Regions from separate parts of the Mus musculus genome. Here region 1 is linked to region 2. A link is a contact called in public Hi-C data. All regions are on one chromosome and are shown on one strand. Each heading gives the region's core, a stretch centred on a gene start, on an enhancer-like site or on the middle of the called end of the contact. The rest is flanking DNA. Distances are from core to core; before and after follow the strand shown.

What was found. A called contact is a pair of places that touch in the nucleus more often than the background predicts.
Region 1: a contact with region 2 is called in a Hi-C map of rod photoreceptor, with 4 times the contacts expected there. The contact joins two enhancer-like sites. A contact is called at or near these places in 2 of 39 promoter capture datasets (the 3T3-L1 cell line and stem cell-derived epiblast-like cells) and 2 of 484 Hi-C or Micro-C datasets (embryonic stem cells and rod photoreceptor).

What each region holds. Positions count from the first base shown.
Region 1 is chr14:34,907,531-34,912,935 of GRCm38.p6, reverse strand. The region is part of intron 2 of Grid1 (glutamate receptor, ionotropic, delta 1); the gene reads right to left. Among named protein-coding and RNA genes, the nearest start is that of Mir346, 16 kb to the right of the region's middle. Within about 2 kb of position 3,830, at least 13 of the 459 cell types and tissues checked have an H3K27ac peak or open chromatin away from gene starts, as enhancers often do. A contact at or near this core is called in rod photoreceptor, where this site is marked.
Region 2 is chr14:34,608,200-34,614,124 of GRCm38.p6, reverse strand. No RefSeq gene overlaps it. Among named protein-coding and RNA genes, the nearest start is that of Gm52113, 9.2 kb to the left of the region's middle. Within about 2 kb of position 2,529, at least 6 of the 459 cell types and tissues checked have an H3K27ac peak or open chromatin away from gene starts, as enhancers often do. A contact at or near this core is called in rod photoreceptor, where this site is marked.

The DNA.
Region 1 (5,405 bases), core at 2,581-5,080, 300 kb before region 2:
TTGGCCAGCGTAGTTCCCTCAAACAGGACTTTCCTCCCTCTCATATGACCATGGAAGGAGTTAGTATCACTGACTTCATCCCAGACAGAGTGTGCATAGTTATTTCCACATTTCTGTCCAATTAATTATGAGAATATCAATAGATCTTTAATTTTCTCATCAGCAAATAATGGGAATGAGTCTCAGTGCCACAGTACAATTCATTACTCCTAAATGCTCAGGTACACGCTCCTGTCTAAGTCCGACTGCCACAAACGCCCAGCGGCTGCCTCCAGCAGACCTTGGCCAGCAGGAGCTTGAAGGCAGGTGGCTGGCCCCCAAGCTGGTTTACTGGATTTAGTAGGTTCTGAAGAGGAATCCATGCCTGCCGACACTCGTTCTGAATGCCTGGACAGTCCCCACCCCCATGAGGTGACATATATTCTCACTGAGCACCTACCAAATCAGTCCAGTACCAGGGCCTGGCAGAGTCTGATGTAAACGGTAAGTCTCCCTGGGGGCAGGGGTCTAGTAAACCGTGAATGAAGCCTTCTGAAGGCTAGGCTGGATTCACCAAGTCCAGAACAGAGTCAAGCTCCAGGCCAAATGTCACTTCATGCAAACATCTGGGGACAAGAGGACAATGATAATCCAAAGGAATTGCACTTTGGATCACGCAACGTTTTTCATGAATGGCCCAGTTTGATAACTACAGTTGGCATAGCTAGCTGGGGAAAAAATGAATGCCCCTTATATGGAAATGTTAAATACTTGAAGTGAGCTGGGCGTGGTGGTGCACGCCTTTAATCCCAGCACTCACGAAGCAGAGGCAGGCGGATTTCTGAGTTTGAGGTCAGCCTGGTCGACAAAGTGAGTTCCAGGACAGCCAGGGCTACACAGAGAAACCCTGTCTCGAAACCACCCCCACCCCCAAAAAAAGTACTTGAAGTGGTTGTGCGTGCCAATTACCCTAGTGACCACGACACATTGCCTTCCTGTGTAGAAACGTTACAGTGTCCCTCGTTATTATGATTTACCTGTGAGCTATTCCCCACAGAGCCATGGTTGGTTGCCAGCTCATGGGCTCTTGGGAGGTGGCTGGACCTGAAGGCTCTGACTTCATGAATGGATTAGTCCATTCATGAACTCCTAATCTGAAGTCATTATTGAGAGGTAATAGCAAAGTTAGAAGGTGAGGCCTCCTTAGAGGCAGAGGCCACTAGGGTATGCGGTTGAGGGATGTACCTTGTCCTGTGTCCTCCCCTGCCTCTCTGTTCTTCTGTGCACTATGAGGTGAATAGCCCTTCCATACCCACCCATCACCATGATGCTGTGCCTTACAACACACAGGAAAGCAAAGGTTAAGCAAAATAAACAGATCCTCCCTTCAAGTTGTTTGTCTCAGCTACTTGTCATAGTGTAATAAAGCAGACTGTACATATACCCATAAGTATGTACAATTAATATGTGTCAATTAAAAATGAAAATGCATTAACAAATAATTCAAGCACCTGTCTAGTTAAAAAAAAAAGTCCCCCCATAATGCTGAGAAGGTCATGGGGCTGAGGGTGGGGGCAGGGAGAGTGCTTCATCACCTAAACCACGGGGGACCTTGGGCAGGAGATCCAGGAGGAAAAAGAGATCTGTACTGATACCTACTGGAGGAGGGGTGCCCCAAGGGAAGCCTTGTCCTGCTCAGGCCCTCCTAGAGGGCTCCTGCAAGCTGACAATTATAATGCAGCTGACAAAGCAAAAACCCAGCTCAGGAAGCCATGTGCAGGGGAAACGGCAGACCTGAAATATCTATATATGCCAGTTCCCAGACACCAGCACCAGCCTCCTCTCCCCACCCTTCCTGTGCTGGCCAGTTTTATGTCAACCTGACACAAGCTATAGGCATTGGAGAGGAGGGAGCCTCAATTGAGAAAATGCCTCTATAAGATCAGGCTGTAGATAAGCCTATAGGGCATTTCCCTAATTAGTGATTGGTATGGAAGGGCCCAGGACATTGTAGGTGGGGCCATCCCTGGGCTGCTGGCCCTGGGTTCTATAAGAGAACAAGCTGAGCCAACCAGTAAACAGCACCCTGTGGTCTCTGTGACAGCTCCTGCCTCCAGGTTCCTGTCCTGACTTCCTTTAAGGACCAACAGTGATGTGGAAGCATAAGTCAAACAAACCCATCGTCCCCACGTTGCTTTTGTCACAGCAATAGTAGCCCTAACTAGAACACTTCCCAATAATCAAAGTACTCCAACACCAGTCTAGCCTCTTCCCTAAGAATTCACTCCATCCCTACCAAGCAACAGCCTGCGTGGTTACACTCAGGCTCACAAAGGTAATTTGCCCACAGTCACAGTACTAAGTGTTGGGGGTGGGGCGGGATACATCTGTTGCTAAGCACTGATAGACACCGTCTCTCCACCAACCCCTTACCCAAGGCCCCTCTCCCAGCCCTGCCTGGGTTTGGCTTGAGTTCCCTGTAATCAGGTGTAATAGCACTCACTTACCAGGGCTGGGGTGAAGACATGGGTGCAAAAACAGTGGCCAGCAAACAGTGCAAGCAACCTTGACTCACTGTGCAGTCCATTCTTTCTTGCTACCACTGCTGCCACCATATCAAAGAACCTGACCCAGGCAAGGGGACCATCCTCCACGTTCCACCATGCCCCACCGCCAAGCTCCTCTCAGCATAATATGGGGCCTTCATTATTTAAAAACAGAAACACTTTATTGACATCTTTTTATTTGTAAGTGACACATGGTAATTATAAGCAGCGTCATCTGACCAGGCAGGTCTCTACGGGAGGAGGCCTGGATGGGGTCAGGAGTCCTCAGCTAGAACCTCTGTGCAGTTATCCTTCACTTCCACCACAGCCACACCTGAGGGTCCCAACACCGCAGGCTTGCTCACCTTCCCTATTCACCTTCCTAGCACAAAGCTCCACAGTCAACATCCCTTGTGCCAGCTACCAACAGGCGCCCAGCCCCAGCTACTACCCGTGAGCTCAGCAACGTTAACTTCAGTTAACATATGGGGAAAATGAGGCTCAAAGAAGTAGCAGGGTAAAGATAGCAACGAAGAGCAGCCTGCTCTCCACGAGCCCTAAGAGGAAGTAAGTCCATCTCTCCTCTCTCTCAAACAGGGCCTCTGAGCCAGGGCTACTGTTGCTGCTTCAGGTGAGGACACCACAAATGCCCAACTATTTATCAGCAGAGGTGGGATTCACACCTGCCAGCTGCATCTGGGTCACCTTCTGTCCTGTCCGCTGCAGCCCCTAGTACAAAAAAAGGGACAGGTGTGGACTGAGAAAGGCCACTCTGACTCTTTGGGATATTTAATGCAACTTTCCACGAGGCTCCCTGCCATCCTTCTATGCATACCTGAATACAGATAAGGAGAGGCATGCCTATTTATTACACCTGTACACATACACGCTTGTGCACATATCCTCATACATCTGTGCACAGGAGTACACACACCTACTCCCATCTCTCTTTCCAAGCTGAATGAGGGCTGAGAGCAGGGCCTGGAATTACACTCACACAGTGATCAGTGAAGTCAACTTGGTGGGGTGGTGTGTGGAGGAAGCATAGCTGAGGGTCCTGGGCTGTGCTTGGCAAAGCCAAGTCTCCCACTTCCCCACCTCAGAGGCCCAGAATAGGAACTCTTGTATGGTAAGAGACACATAAATCTGACTTTTCAGTCATGATTTCTCTGTGTGCTACAGATTAAATCAAGGCTAATGTCCTCAGTCAAGGAACCGGATTGGATAGAGTTTAAAGCCTGCTCAGACACCGCACTATTATGCTAAGCGATGCAGCAGCAAGGGGGGGGGCTGCTTCCTCCCTCCCTAATCATGCCCAGCAGCAGGAGCACAGCCAATCCAACCACCAGCAGCTCTAGCAGGAAACAGGACAGGCTGAGAGGCCCTAATCCCCTTTGCCCTGGACAGACACAGGGATGACAGACCAGCCACCTCTCTTGTCCCATAGGCCCCAGAGGCAGTCAGGTGACATGCTGCATTTAAAGACACGAGAGGGTTTTTTTGGAGAGCTGGAGCTGAGATAGTACTCAAGTATCCTCAGAGATGTAAATTATGTGGGTTGAACTAATGAGCTATATATGTATCTTTCATCCCCTAATTAACTGTGGCTTAATGAATTTCTCAGCACATTGCTGCCAGATAGTCTTGGAGCCCAAAAGATTTTCTTCCCCTCCATTGCAGGTAAATATTTAAAGACCCCAAATTAAAGGGAGCACCAGGGCCCAAAATCAGAACATTGGTGTTACCCACAGTAATTAGACCCCTGCCTCTTGTTGATTCAGGGTTTTCACTTTTTCCTTTCCCACCTAAGGCATTAGAAACCTGATCTGGCACAGAGCCCAGGGTTTTCTTTCCTGTCAGGCCTGTGTCCATCTCTACTAACTGGCAACTCTTCTCCTGTGTGCAACCCAAGCTGGTACCAAAACCCTTAGGGGTAAGGGGAGGGCCAGAGACAACCTAGTATCCAGGGCTCTGGGAAAGTGAGAATGCCACTCGTGGCTGTCCCAGCATCTGCCCTACCCAAGCAGGTAGGCGAGGAACATTCTCGTCTCAGAACGTCAGCTGTTGCCAAGGCTCATTATTCTCACCACAATCATCACTGTCATTAGCTTTACTCTATCATACCTAATTAGCCTGTGCTTGATGCCCCTTCCCTTAGGTGGCCTCTGCAAAACAGAAAAGCCTCAGCCTAAACGATCCATCCCCCAATGGTACTGACCCAAGGGATGGGTAGGTATTGCTCTTGGTCCTTGAAGTAACATGGGTAAGCAGCTACTATACACATGTCCTTCCCTCTTTCTCCCAAGACACTGGGAAAGGTCCCTGTAGGGGCAAGGCACCCCCTGGGGGGGGCAGGAGAAGGCCAATGAACTAGGCATGGTCCCCATTCTAATTTCATTATTGAAGATTATTGTAGGAAGAATTGGAGCATCCATTAATTGTCCTCGCAGAACAGCCAAGGCATCACTACAACATGGAGGGGAAGGTAGACCAAAAGAAAAAAAAAAAAAAAAAAGAGGGCCAGTGTTCCAGGGGCTGAGACAAGTGAGAACCAGGGAGAAACACTGGAGCGCAGACACTTCTCAGCTCTGCCTTTCTTGGGATCCATAAGGCAGAAAAGATAATTCCTCTAGATGCTAAGAGTCAGAGTCTGCACTATCCCAGGACCTCTCTAGCCAGGGCTTGGGAGCAGCCTAGGGGATAAGTATGATCTGCCCCACTAACCTCCATAACCACAAGGACCTGAAAAGTCACAGGCCTCCTAGGCTCCCCGGGCCTAGTGTAGCGGAGACCTCACCTTGCCCTGTCGTGGGTGCTCTCTAGTGGTAGTGTGTCTAGTGCCTGAGATAAGTCCAGCCCAGGAAAGACAGGCAAGAGGAG
Region 2 (5,925 bases), core at 1,280-3,779:
GCTAGTTTCTATCTACCTGAAGCTAACAGTGTCACTCACTGTTAAATTACTTCTGGTGTCTATATCTGAGGTTTTTCTACTGGGTCCCTGGTCACCTGCTTTCCCCATGGAGGCATCTAACAGTGTCTTGGTTTATGATTTCCTTTGGTCTATTACCATAAAATTTGCATGAAACTTGTATATCCTCCCTCTTCCAGACAAAAGTGTCTTAAGACCTGTTGCAGATGAATGGCAATCCCTGGACCCTTGCTAGTGCCCGCTAGACTCGCTGCCCCCCCCAACCCCTCCCCTTACACAAACTAGGTCAGAGTAGAACACTGTTCACAGCCACACAGAGTAGAACATTTGTCACAGAGGGCTTAACACATCCCAGGCACTGAAAGGCTTGAAAATAAGCAGACTGTAGAAGAGATAAACTCACGCATAGTCTTGACTGAGAAATAAACAACTGTAAGTGGCAGATGACATTAAAGCCTGCACCACTTTAGTGTTTGGCACATGTAGAAAAGAAGGGAGGAGCCTGCGCACTGGGTTCTAAGAACTGTTTTCTGCGCTCCTCAGCACGCTGGCATTGGTCTGAGACTGCACCAGACTTTGTAAAATGATCTGCCTCTTCACTCCTTATAGAAAGTGGGGTCTTATTCTTCACATCAAATATAGCACTTCTTTTTAAGTTTATGGAAGTACACTGTCACTGTCTTTAGACACATCAGAAGAGGGTATCGGATCCTATTACAGATGGTTGTGAGCCACTATGTGGTTGCTGGGAACTGAACTCAGGACCTCTAGAAGAGCAGTCAGTGCTCTTAACCGCTGAGCCATCTCTCCAGCCCACATGTAGACTTTCTACTTAGGGTTTTTTGTTATGGCACATTTGATTACTTTGTAGTCACAAAACACTTTTTTTCCTCTCTCTCTCTTTTTTTTTCCAGCATGCCCCTAAAAATATATAAAATTTGCAATTTTTATGTATAGTGCCTTATTTAATATGCATTTTAATGAGGTAACAGTGGCTGCTTGAAATTATTTATTTGTAAGTCAATTTATAATGGAATTTTAAAAAATACTAGGAGATTAGCTAAATAAAATATGCTGCTCTCACAGGGTAAGACATTTTATAGCCATCAGCAATAAATACTAAGACCTAAGAGAATAGACATAGAGAAATAATCATTGCACACTGAGAAGTGAAGCTGGTCAATGGCAGGATGGCGCTGCTTTCCTGGAAAAATATTAACTAGCCTCCCAGGACCATACACAACTGGTGGGTTTACTCGCTGATCTATACCTGTCTATACTTCTGAACTCTTATCAAATGAGTATTTGTTAGTTCAGTAACAAAAAGTGCATGACAAAATAAAATACCATAAATGAAAGCAAATGCCCTGCTTATGTGACAATAGAAATTCTATCAATGTAAATGATGCATTGTTTGGATTGAAGAAGTCTTTATGAATAGCTAGGAAGTGTTGGCCTCTTTTCTATGGGTATTTTCACTAATGCTTATAGGGGCTTACTCACCTGTCACAAACACAGTCAGAGTAAAGAAAGCAGTGTGGCACCATTTAGGAACTAAGTGGAAATAGGAGAGGTGACTCGGCTGAGAGAGAGTGCTTGCTGTTCTTCGGGAAGATCCACATTTGGTTTCCAGAACTATCATAGTGGGCTCACCATGCTTGTAGTAGCGCCAGCTCCAAGATGTATGGCGCCCTCTTCTGGCCTCTTCACAAACCTCAACACTTGGGACACACACATAAAGGTAAGAAATAGTAAAATAAATCTTTATAAATCTTATGTTTAAAAGTGAAGTGAGCTGGGCAAGGTGGTGTATGCCTTTAATACCAACACTGGGGAGTCAGAGGCAGGCAGATCTCTGAGAGCTCCAGGCCAGTGTGGTCTACCAAGTGAGTTCCACGACAACCAGAAGTGTATATATATATATATATATATATATATATATATATATATATATATATATATATATATATATATAGACGTTGTCTCAGACAAACAAGCAAACAAAACTAAACAAGTGGGAAAAAAGTCATGTGAACAGATAACTGATAAAAGAAGAATGGTGGGGTTTCCATGTCAGGAGAGCTCCTGAACACGCCACAGCCTGGCTGTAGTGAAGGCAAGCTTCCCCAGACATTATGATTCTAGCTGAATGGATGTTGCACTATAAAAATATATACAACTGTTGAGCAAATGAGAAATATGAGAATGGAAATATAGCAGCAATTGCCCACCTCTACTGCACGCACAGTTACTATCTTGGGATATGCAAGTAATTGGATTACTGATGCCGTCTGCTCTGTTCCCTGTAAGAGGATTACTCATAGGATCTGAAGTTTCCTCCCAAAGGTACAGTCTAATTCCTTGACCCACTCTGGTGAGTGGAACTCTACAGGAACATTTTATACCACAGCTGGGCAGACATACCGAGAGGCACTAACCAGTTCCACTCTCTCTGGCTTGTCCAAGCTAGGTCTGAAATGAGAAGCCGGAGATGGGCAGCCTCCACCCCTGCAGTGTAGATGCAAGATACATTGTTTGCCTGTTTGCTTCCACAAAGAAGCTGACTAACACACCACTGCCTGTTCACCTTTTGTTTTATTTTGTTTTCAGACAAGAGTTTCTTTGGCTAGCCTTGGTTGTCCTGGAACTAGCGCTGTGGATCAGGCTGGCCTGGAACTCACAGAGATCCGCCTGTCTCTGCCTCTGCCTCTCTAGTGCTGGGATTTAAGGTGAAAGTCCCCACTGCCACGCCCACTCCTTCTCAAATATCCGGAAGCAGGTCTTGCAGCTGAGCCATCTAAATGACTCTCCAGGCTGACCTGTGCTCTTGTTTCAGTTCTTATGGCACACTGACAATGTCCACAGCACACCAAACATTAGGACTATTAGCCACTGCCCAGAAAAAAAAAAACCCAAAACCCCAAAAACCAAAACGCTTATTCCTGAGCAATTGATGGCCAAAGCCAGCCACAGGGATGTGATAGAGAGCAGGTTCCTGGTCTTGAAGGGATTGGCTCTGACTAAGCGGAACAGTTGAATTGTTTAGGGCAAGAGCTCATTAGTGAAGCTCTGTTAACTGTTTAGATGCCAGGTGACTATAGCTAAATTACTAATGCCAGTGTTGCCATCCAGAGTTATTAATTATCAGGGGACAGTCACACTCCACTCCTTACAATGCTACTCTAGGGATGTTCTCTAAATTACCTTGGTTTAAACCACAAATGTAGGCTATATATATTTAATATTTACCTTTAATCTCAGCACTCTGGAGGCAGAGGCAGAGGCAAGCAGAGCTCTGTGAGTTTGAGGTCAGCTTGGTCTTCATGGTGAGTTCAACGTGATATCCTGCCTCAAGAGAAAACAAAAATAACAACAACAAGAAAGAATATCAGAGACATCCTCAAGTACACACCACCTAGCTAATTATCAGTTTCAGCCAACTGGGATTCCTCTAGTCGTCAGTGCTCTTAACCGCTGAGCCAGCTCTCCAGCCCCTTAACCCCACTTCTTTTTTTTTTTTTAAGATTTATTTATTTATTATATGTAAGTACACTGTAGCTGTCTTCAGACACTCCAGAAGAGGGCGTCAGATCCCATTAGGGATGGTTGTGAGCCACCATGTGGTTGCTGGGATTTGAACTCCGGACCTTCGGAAGAGCAGTCAGGTGCTCTTACCTGCTGAGCCATCTCACCAGCCCCTTAACCCCACTTCTTGTACTTATTTAAAGTATTAAAGAAAATTCTAGACATTGTATGTCAACCAGAGAATAACATTTGATATAGCACCAACTATACCATTATGTCATTCTTGAAAAAAGCCACGGTTCCTTTAAAACATCTCACGTTGAGACAGAGATCAGACTTCTGGATGGTCCCCAGAAGCTTGTGTGAACCACACATCTCATTATAAGCCTTTTAAGTTTCTTTGAATCTGTTAGAATTGCCCTGCTTATTTTTTTCTTAAGAACAATCCTTTCAGATTCTTTGTCTGAGACCTAATCCTTCGTGACCATGTGGCAAATGCCAGCGCTGTTTGCTTTTCCCACCCTTTAGTGAGCAATGCTTTCGGTGGCCCTCAGTGCCACACCAGCCTTGCACCTCCACTGAAGGGTCAGCTGGGTCCCCATTTCCACCTACAATAAGCTCAGCCTCTGAAAACTTAGTTCCTCAAGAGCTTCAGGGTACTGACCAGGGAAATGGGATTTCTCAAGACTGTCCTTGCGGCTTAAGAAGTGAGGTGATTTGTTTTGAAGTTTTGTTTAAGATCTTAGGAATCAAAAGCTGAATGTCTCATATGCTAAGCCAAGTATGCTATCATTGAGCTACACCTCCAGACTTAAGAGTGAGATGTCTAAAATACCTACTGAATGATTCCACAGGAGACGCCAGGGTTATTAGTGCCTGCATGCCATCTGAGAACAACTGCTAGCTTGAACTTTCAAATAGAGGAATCAGATAAACACAGCTCCAACGCCCTCGAGCAAACCTCAATAGACAAGGAATTGGTTTTCTTTTAATGTCCTCCTTTGGACAATAGGTCCATTTTTCTGGCTTTTGCTTGACAGGGTTTCTCTGTGTAGCCCTGGCTGTCCTGGAACTCATTTTGTAGGCCAGGCTGGTCTCGAACTCAGAGATCCACTTATCTCTGCTTTACAGGTGTGGCCACCACTTCTTGGGGAATAGACTTATTCTTTATGTTAAGGGGTGCCCTGGGACAAATGAGCTCATCTATTACATCTGTATGTTCTGAAACTAGAAAAACACCTGGATGAGTTCTGGCTGTGAGCCTCTTGGCAGCCTTGCTTAAAGCTTTGGTTATCACTCGATGCTATTCATTGTAGTTCATTGTAGTGGTATGTTATGCTGTGGATTTGACTTAATCTTGTTTTTCAAGGATCTATTGTAGTTGAAGGTTTGGTCTTTAGGGTGGCTCACTTGGAAGCCACTTTAGGAAAGGGCTGATGGAAAATCCTTAGGTCACTGAGGAGCTAGGACTGTGGCACCCCAGTATCTCTGTCTTCTTGTTCGGTAGTGTAAGCCCTCCCATGAATGCGAGCCTCCATTCTGATAACACAGCCAGGAGCTGCTTTGACAAGACTAATGCAGGCCCTTGATCTTCCCCCAAACCTTTGCTTTTTATAAAATGATCTCCCTCAGGTGTCCCACTTAGTAATGCAAAGGCTGGCTGGTACAGTCTGGCTGGTGGACCAAGTCAGTGGTCTACATATCAAAGAATTGTAATTTTCCTTTTTAAGAGACAGGTCTCCATTAGCTCAGGCAAGCCTTGAATTTCATACTGAGTCTAGGATGACCTGGAACTTACTGTTATTCTGCACTTGGGATTACAGGCATATGCCATCATACTGTGTGTGTGTGTGTGTGTGTGTGTGTGTGATGCTATAGATTGAACCTAGGGTTAGGTATGCACTCCACCAATTCAGATACTTCGCTAGTCATAAGGAATTGGTTTTTATTTCAGAGGAACACTCATGGGAAGAAAAGCACCTATGTAGGCTTCTAGACAGTTGGAGCTGAATGGATGATGGGTTTGGACCAAACCCAAGCAAGTTTGACCTCCTTTGATGCTTTGGGAGGCTATACAGCACCTTAGTGATATTCCTCCCAGAATGCTGGTACCGCTAAGCCTCGCAGCTACTTCTTTGGGGGTTTAGCTGACAACAAGAAAAATCCCTTTCCACAAATTCCAAACCCAGATTTGGCGTTCTAAGCCCTTGCGTACAAACAGGGCAATTGCCAGCGGAAGAGAGTGAAGGCTTGGGAGCTGTTCCAGGAGGTGGGACTATAAGGCAGGGGCAATGGGCAGGGAACAGTTTTCACAGAAACGTTTCATTTCTAAAGGATGTGTTTATGTCTTAGATCATGAAAACAAATTCTACAAAATCAATC